2 separate regions of the Mus musculus genome follow, and region 2 is linked to region 1. A link is a contact called in public promoter capture Hi-C data. All regions are on one chromosome and are shown on one strand. Each heading gives the region's core, a stretch centred on a gene start, on an enhancer-like site or on the middle of the called end of the contact. The rest is flanking DNA. Distances are from core to core; before and after follow the strand shown. Region 1 holds the start of Foxc2 (forkhead box C2). Region 2 holds the start of Jph3 (junctophilin 3).

What was found. Promoter capture Hi-C pulls out the DNA fragments that hold promoters and counts their contacts.
Region 2: a promoter capture Hi-C map of embryonic stem cells shows a contact between it and region 1, with 4 times the contacts expected there. The contact joins the promoter of Jph3 here to the promoter of Foxc2 in region 1. A contact is called at or near these places in 4 of 39 promoter capture datasets (embryonic stem cells, liver and stem cell-derived epiblast-like cells), 5 of 484 Hi-C or Micro-C datasets (all in embryonic stem cells), 5 of 115 datasets of contacts at active chromatin or transcription factors (embryonic stem cells, large pre-B cells and stem cell-derived neural progenitor cells) and 1 of 9 other capture datasets (embryonic stem cells).

Annotation. Positions count from the first base shown.
Region 1 is chr8:121,114,621-121,118,026 of GRCm38.p6, reverse strand. It overlaps Foxc2 (forkhead box C2), which reads right to left and starts at 1,856. Exons shown (of 1, transcript NM_013519.2): 1 at 1-1,856. The coding sequence starts at 1,412.
Region 2 is chr8:121,729,047-121,732,452 of GRCm38.p6, reverse strand. Jph3 (junctophilin 3) reads right to left here and starts at 1,894. Exons shown (of 5, transcript NM_020605.3): 1 at 1,449-1,894. The coding sequence starts at 1,830. Gm46065 (predicted gene, 46065) reads left to right here and starts at 1,976. Exons shown (of 3, transcript NR_165833.1): 1 at 1,976-2,656.

The DNA.
Region 1 (3,406 bases), core at 607-3,106:
TGACAGCTCGCATTGCTCACCTGGGACTCCCCGAGGGACGAGTTGTCCAGTCCTAGCCGGTGCGAGTTGAACATCTCCCGGACGTTGGGGAAAGTTTGCTGTTGGGTTGCAAACGTGTGGCCGGGGAGGTGGCTCAGGTCCCCGCCGTGGTTCAGATACCAGGAGGTGGCCTGGGTGGCGGGCTGCGGCGCGGGAGGGGGCTGCGGGGCGGGCGGTGGCGCCTGCGGGTGGAGGTGGCCGTGATGCTGGTGGTGGTGACCCGAGGCCCCCAACGCGCCCTCCTGACCCGCTGCGAGGTTGAGGGCGCCGAGCGGGGAGCCGGGGCCGCTCGGGTGGTCCGACAGAGCCTCGTCCAGCGCGGGCGGAACGCACACGTGCGCGGGCCGCTCGGCCCCGGTGTACAGACTCATAGCCCGCATACTGCACTGGTAGCCCGCGGAGCCCGCAGCCTCCAGGCCCTGCGCGCACGGCTGCGTGTAAGCGGCGGGTGGCGCTGCGGCGTATGGCAGTGCCAGCGGTGGCACCACCAGGCCGGCGCGCGCGGCCGCTGGGCTCAGATCGCCGCCCGGAGGCGACGTGCGCAGCGTCATGATGGTCTCCACGCTGAAGCCGGGCAGCCCGTTAGGCGCCGCGGCGTGGTGCTCCGGCAGCGAGCCGTCTGGGGAACCTGCGGGCGTGGAGGATGCGCTGCGCGGACTGGCCTGCAGCGCTCCCTCGGGGCTCAGCGTCTCCACCTTGGTGATGACCGGCAGCGCGGGGGACGCCGCCTCGCTCTTAACCACGACTTTCTTCTCGGCCTCCTTGGGCCCGTCAGCTACCGGGGTCCCTGTCGGAGCGCCCTTGGCCGTGGTCGAGGGCGGCTCCTTGAGGTGGGCCCGCTCCTCCTTGTCCTTGGGCACATCCTTCTTCTTGAAGCGCCGCCGCCGCCGCAGGAAGCTGCCATTCTCGAACATGTTGTAGGAGTCCGGGTCGAGCGTCCAGTAGCTGCCCTTGCCCGGCTTCTTGTCGTCGCGCGGCACTTTCACGAAGCACTCATTGAGTGACAGGTTGTGGCGGATGCTGTTCTGCCAGCCCTGCTTGTTCTCGCGGTAGAAGGGGAAACGGTCCATGATGAACTGGTAGATGCCGTTCAGAGTGATCTTCTTCTCTGGCGCGTTCTGGATCGCCATGGTGATGAGCGCTATATAGCTGTAGGGCGGCTTCACCAGGTCCTTGGGCGCCGCGGGCTGGTGGTGGTAGGGCGCGTAGGAGCGGCCCATGCCGGCGCCGTACTGCTCCGGGTGGCCGGAGTAGACGCCCATGGGGCTGGCCATGCCGCCGTAGCTGCCGGCCGCCCGGTAGTAGTTTTGCTCACTCAAATAGGGTACCACTCCCAGGGCGTTGGGGTCCGATACCGAGTAACGCGCCTGCATGCTGCGTCCCAGACGCCCGGTCGCCGCCTGCGCGCACCGACTGCGGCCCGCGGCGAGCGAGGCCCGGAGCAGGAGAGCAGGAAGGGACGGAGCGATGCAGGCAGCCCCGACTCGGGGCAGCCTCGCGGTCCACGCGCGGAAGACGCCGGCGCTCGGGTTCAGCCGACCGGGCGGATCGGCATCCTGAAGGGTGCACGGCAGGCGGCCCCGCTGGCCGCGCACTCTCGGCTTGGCGGGTGGCAGCCCTGAGCTGGCGGCACAGACGCCACGCGCGACCGTGGAGCGACACCAGCCCTTCCGAGTGCTAGAAAAGGAGACAGCGGCTCTCGGGGCCCCGCCAGGAGAACTGCAGCCCGCAGCGTCAGCGAGCTAGGGTCCGGAGAGGCTGCGCGGCCGAGCCCGGAAAAAGAAGCAAAGTCCCTTTTAGGGATTGGGAAAAGTTTCAAAAGTCTTCTGGCTCAAAGCGAGTTTTTACTTTCTTCAGGCCGCGCCCCCTCCAGGAAGTTTGCACCAATCATCTGGCAGCTGCGAGAAGGATGGCACCAATCAAAACGAGGAGCGCCTGAATCCGTCGGCTCTAAGACCCAGATGCTCTTAGCCAGATCTCCCCCCCCCCCAGCTCAAGTTAACTTGAGGACTTTTAAAAATGAGTTACATCTTATAAAATTTTATTTTATTATCACATTTTGTTTAACGAGACCACGTGTCCAGAGCAAAAATTAAAAACCCTGTTCCTTTGGAAAATAAAAAGAAGTTTAGTTTGAAATATAACATCGAATTGATGAAGTTGGGCAGAGATTTGCCCCCAAGACCTTGTAAGTAGGAAAGAGCCTGGAGATTTTTTTTTTATTATTATTAATGGATGAAGAGGCGAATAATTAGATTTCTTAATTATCGGGGCCTAGTTGTAATGGGTTCAGAGCAAACGGACTGAGCGTGTAGGGCCTGTTGAATGCAGTGATGGATAATTCACAGGACGCTTCCAGGTTGAGGAAGAGCCCACAAAGGAGGCCGGGTTGGAGAATTCGGTTCCTCTCCCCTTCACGACGGGGTCGGGCTGGGAGGGAAGGCTTAGTGGGAATGCCAAACTGGGAAGGTAACACCTAAGGAACCATTGGTCCTTCGTCTTCGCTGCTACTTAGGTGATCCATCTGAGTCCTCCAAACAATTTCGTGGGGTTCAGGGAAGCGCGTGAACCCAACTGTTGCTTTCCTGGTCTCCTCTCCCGCATAGACGAGGGCTAGCTTTCCCTGCCATCCATCCCGGCCTCTCCCTTCTCCCCACCTATGAAAGCGCTGTCTGGAGGTTAGGACAAGGCAGCCAGCCCCCGGGAGCTGGTGTCCCCGTTCGGCGTGGGGAGCTCCAAGCCTGCACTCCATCGCCGGCTTCGTCACTGGAAACGCAAAGGAGCGCGGCACTGTGTAGCCTCGGACCCGCTTCCCTAGCTGTTGCCGGGGCCCGGCGTGGGTCCCACTCCGCGGTCAGCATCTTTGGGATCCTGTAAATTGACTGTATTTCAGGCTGTTTGTTTTACTGAGTTTTGATAAGGTGAGCTGAGGACCAGGGGCTCCTTAGAGGGCCTGGTAACTGAAGGACTTTTTTTTTTTTTAATTTTATGCCAACCTTGACGCACAGCGACTCGGAGTTCCCCGACCTTCAAGCGTGCTCCTTCCCTCTAGGAATCCCGGGGACAGTTTGTTTATTTGTGGACTGGTATTTATTCCTTCAACATCTCCAGTCGTCATCGGATCCCTGCTCGGTCCGCTTCCTCAGAAGCACCGAGATGTCCCTACGGAATGGCTCTATGCCTCGCAGAACCTTCTGGAAGTTGTTGGTCCGGTTGGGTAGGGAAGAAGGCGACAGATAAAACATTTGTCTCAGTCTTTCTTCTTCTCCGACCCCCCCCCCACGCCACCACCATAGCCCCCCACCCCCTTTAGATTTTCGGCAAAAGGCTTTGAGAGATTAGAACTCACTGTTTCAGCTTTGGCGGG
Region 2 (3,406 bases), core at 645-3,144, 610 kb before region 1:
CCCGCTGTGGTCACCCACACCTGCTGCAAGGACCTAATCAAGAGTGCATGTGTGAGTATGTGACTACACGTGTACACACACACATACACACACATGAGGCCTGGAACCTCGGAGGGCCTTAATGCCCCAGGGTCAGGGAAACTCTCCAGCCCCATCCAAGAAAACAACAGTACAGGAAAGGCCTCCTGGGACCAGGGCTGGGCAAGGCGCAGACAGGCAGGAGCATTATATAATTAACTGCCCAGACTCCGCCTCCTCTTCGGGTAATAACGAACCCTGTCTTTCAGTTGCATAAGCCAAAATAATAATTACTTTCCAGCCCTCATCACTCCTAGATGTGGCCAGGAGCAGGTGCTGGCTTCAGGCAAGAAAACACACAGAGGCTCGGTAGAGCTCTCCATCTCCCCGCAGAAGCCCAAGTCATTGCTGCGGCTCCTCCGCTCCCTTCCCAGGCATCCGTGCAGAAAAGCCCGATGCCGCCCAGGCCCAGAGGGAGGCAAGAGAACAGCCTCTTGGGATAAGCGCCCCGAGGGGGAGGGGACCTACAGGCAGAGTCTGCTTTAGGGTCTGACTTCCAGGACCTAAAACTATTCCCGAGGTCTCAGCGCTGCTGAGGAGTGGTGACATTGGAGTGAAGGCTGCCAAGCCAACCGGGACTTCTGAACAGAAACCATCACACTGGTAGTTGCCTGGCTTCCGGCACCGGCTCTGCCCTGACTGTGGTGGCATCTTACACTGGAGGCGCAGAGCGATTCCCTAAACTAAAGGTGAAAATGATTCAGCCACTGAATGGCCAGATTCCTGGGCTCCCGCTAAACAGATGGGCCTCCTCCCTCCCTCCCTTCAGCAGCCTGCTTCGACAGCCTGTGTCCAACCACCTAGAAGTTTATTGCCTTGCTGTTTGGTTTGGTCGGCATCCCCCGCCTCTGGCGCTCCCAGCGCTCCCTCTCCATTGGCCTGGGTTGCTTTAGGACTGAGGGAGGCCCTGGGCACCGCAGGAAAACAAGAAACCAACGAGGGTCTGACTCTGGGGATACCAGGAAGGCAATGCCAAAAGAGGGGAAGGGTCTACCTCCAGCCCCCTCCAGCCTTGGCAGGTCCCAGAGGTGGCGGAGGACCCGGCCTGGCCTTCTGGCAGGTGCAGATCTCTGGCCTGCTCCTCAGGATATGCTGAGACTTTGGCTCGGCTGCTGCGGCAGGGGCCGGGCCCTGCTGCTGGAGAGCCCCCAACCCTTCCTTGGGTTGGCATGGGCCACTGTCCCCATCAAGCGTGGGGCAACCTGTGGCCAGGGGCCCGCTGAGGCCTCCTGGGAATCTAGGAGATGCCCCAGGAGCCCACAGCCCAACTGGAAGGCGAGGCTCAACTTCCCGGGAGATAAACAGAAGGAGAAAGAGGGGGACGGTCCTCATTCCTCCCCCCGCCCCCGCCGCCTGCCGCCCGCACCTACCTCCATCCGAGTAGGTCTCCGTGCCGTAGCCATCCTGCAGTCCGTTGCTCCAGGTCCCTTCGTATTTGGCTCCGTTGCCCGTGCACTCCCGCACCCCGTAGCGCCCCTTAAATCCGTGCGTCCACTCGCCCTTGTACACCCACTTCCCCTTGCTCTCCAGGCCGATGCCGTGGCGCTTGCCCTGCGCCCAGGTGCCTTGGTACGTGTTGCCGCTTGGCCAGGTGTAGACGCCCAGCACCTCAAAGCCGTGGCTCCACGAGCCGGTGTATTCGCCCTGGCCCTTCGGGCCGGTGCAGACGCCATGGCCGTGCGCCTTGCCGTCCTCCCAGCCTCCGCAGTAGGACCCTCCATCGTCAAAATTAAACCTACCCCCACTGGACATGCATGTAACGCGGTTTGCGAATCCCGCAAGCGGTGAAAAAAAAAAAAAAAAAAAAAAAAAAAGAAACAAGGCGATCAACAAACCGGAGTCTTGGTTGGCTGGCTGGCTTTTTGTTGCGATGCTCTTTTCGGGGGGGTGGGGGGGGGGAGGACGAAGCACGCCCGCGACCCCGCGCGCGGACCGGCGGCGGCGTCTAGGTCCGCCAGCGGCGATTGTTCATTTTCGAGCTGCGCCGGAGCCTGACCAGCGTCTCGCGCTCCCGCTGGAGACAGGACCGGGAGGAGGCGGGGGAGGGGCGGCGCAGGGCGGGGGAGCGGCTGGTGCCCGCGGCTCCACCTCGCCGCCAGGGCCCCTCGCCGCGCGCCCCGGGAGCGGGAGGGCGCGGGGCGCGGCTCAGGCCCGGGCGGCGGGGCCCGCGGGCGGCGGCGCGCGCGGCTGCACCGATCCCGGCCGGACCGGGCAGCGGCACTGCGGCGGCGGCTTGCGCTCCGAGCCCCGGCAAGCGCGCGGCCGCCTGGAGAGGGGCGCTGGCGGGCGCGCGCGCGCGCACGCGAGGACCCCGGGGCGCCCTGCCCCTCCCCTGGCCCGGGGTCCGGCCGGCGCGCCCCAGTCTCCGCTGCCAGGGGCTGGGATTTAAAGGGACAGGAACTGCGTAACGGGAAGGAACCGGGCACCGCGAGCGCACGCCGCGGTGGGGAGCCGGGAGGAGGCGCGGGCGCCGCAGGCAATCGAGGGCCGCGCGGTCCCCACCCCGCTACCTCCGGGGACACCCGCACCGCGGCCCGTGCGGGCCACGACTTGACTGAGAGGCTCCTGCCAACCACAGGTGGTTTCTCCCTGTGACACACTCTCTCCTCCTTCTTTCAGGGCCGCTGGGGGGTCCCCGGGGAGGCGCTCACCTTCGAAAACACACCTTTAGCGAATAGCGTTTAGCCCCTCTAAAAATTAATAGAAAGTTGGGTCACACGTTTGCATCTTGGAGCAAAGCCACCCCAATCCCGTGGGCCTTGCGCCCTGGCCAACAGGTATCCCCCCCACTCCAGAAGCTGTCGCTCTTTGGGGTTACCACTCCGCGGTTACTAGGTCTCTCTCTCTCCCTCTCTCTCTCTCTCTCTCTCTCTCTGTCTCTCTCTGTCTCTCTCTCTCTCTCTCATTACCCACCCCCACCAAGAGATGCTAGCATCATGGGACTAATTGAAAATGCATTTCCTGGACCATCAATCCGAAGACAGGAGCCCACATCCCCTGCCCTCCCGGACTGCATGCAGGGAATGGCAGCGGGCATTGCAGTGGGCTGAGGAGGAGGGGGTCTGCATGGCTTCACAGTTGCACAGGGTTGGGGTTAGTGGGGGTTGGTGGTGACAAGAGACCCAGTAAGCCCCGGTGGTGGGGAGTCCCTGACTGGGAGCAAAAGAGGTGCATGGTGGCACCTGCAGCCAGCCGGGGTCATCGGGGCGCTTCCAGAACCCCAGATCTCAACCCCAACCCCAACTCCTTGTCTTAAGCACAACAACCTCTCCTTAAGGCCCACCAGTCAGATGGTGGCATCCTCTTTTCTCCCCAAAGGCTTTGAGAA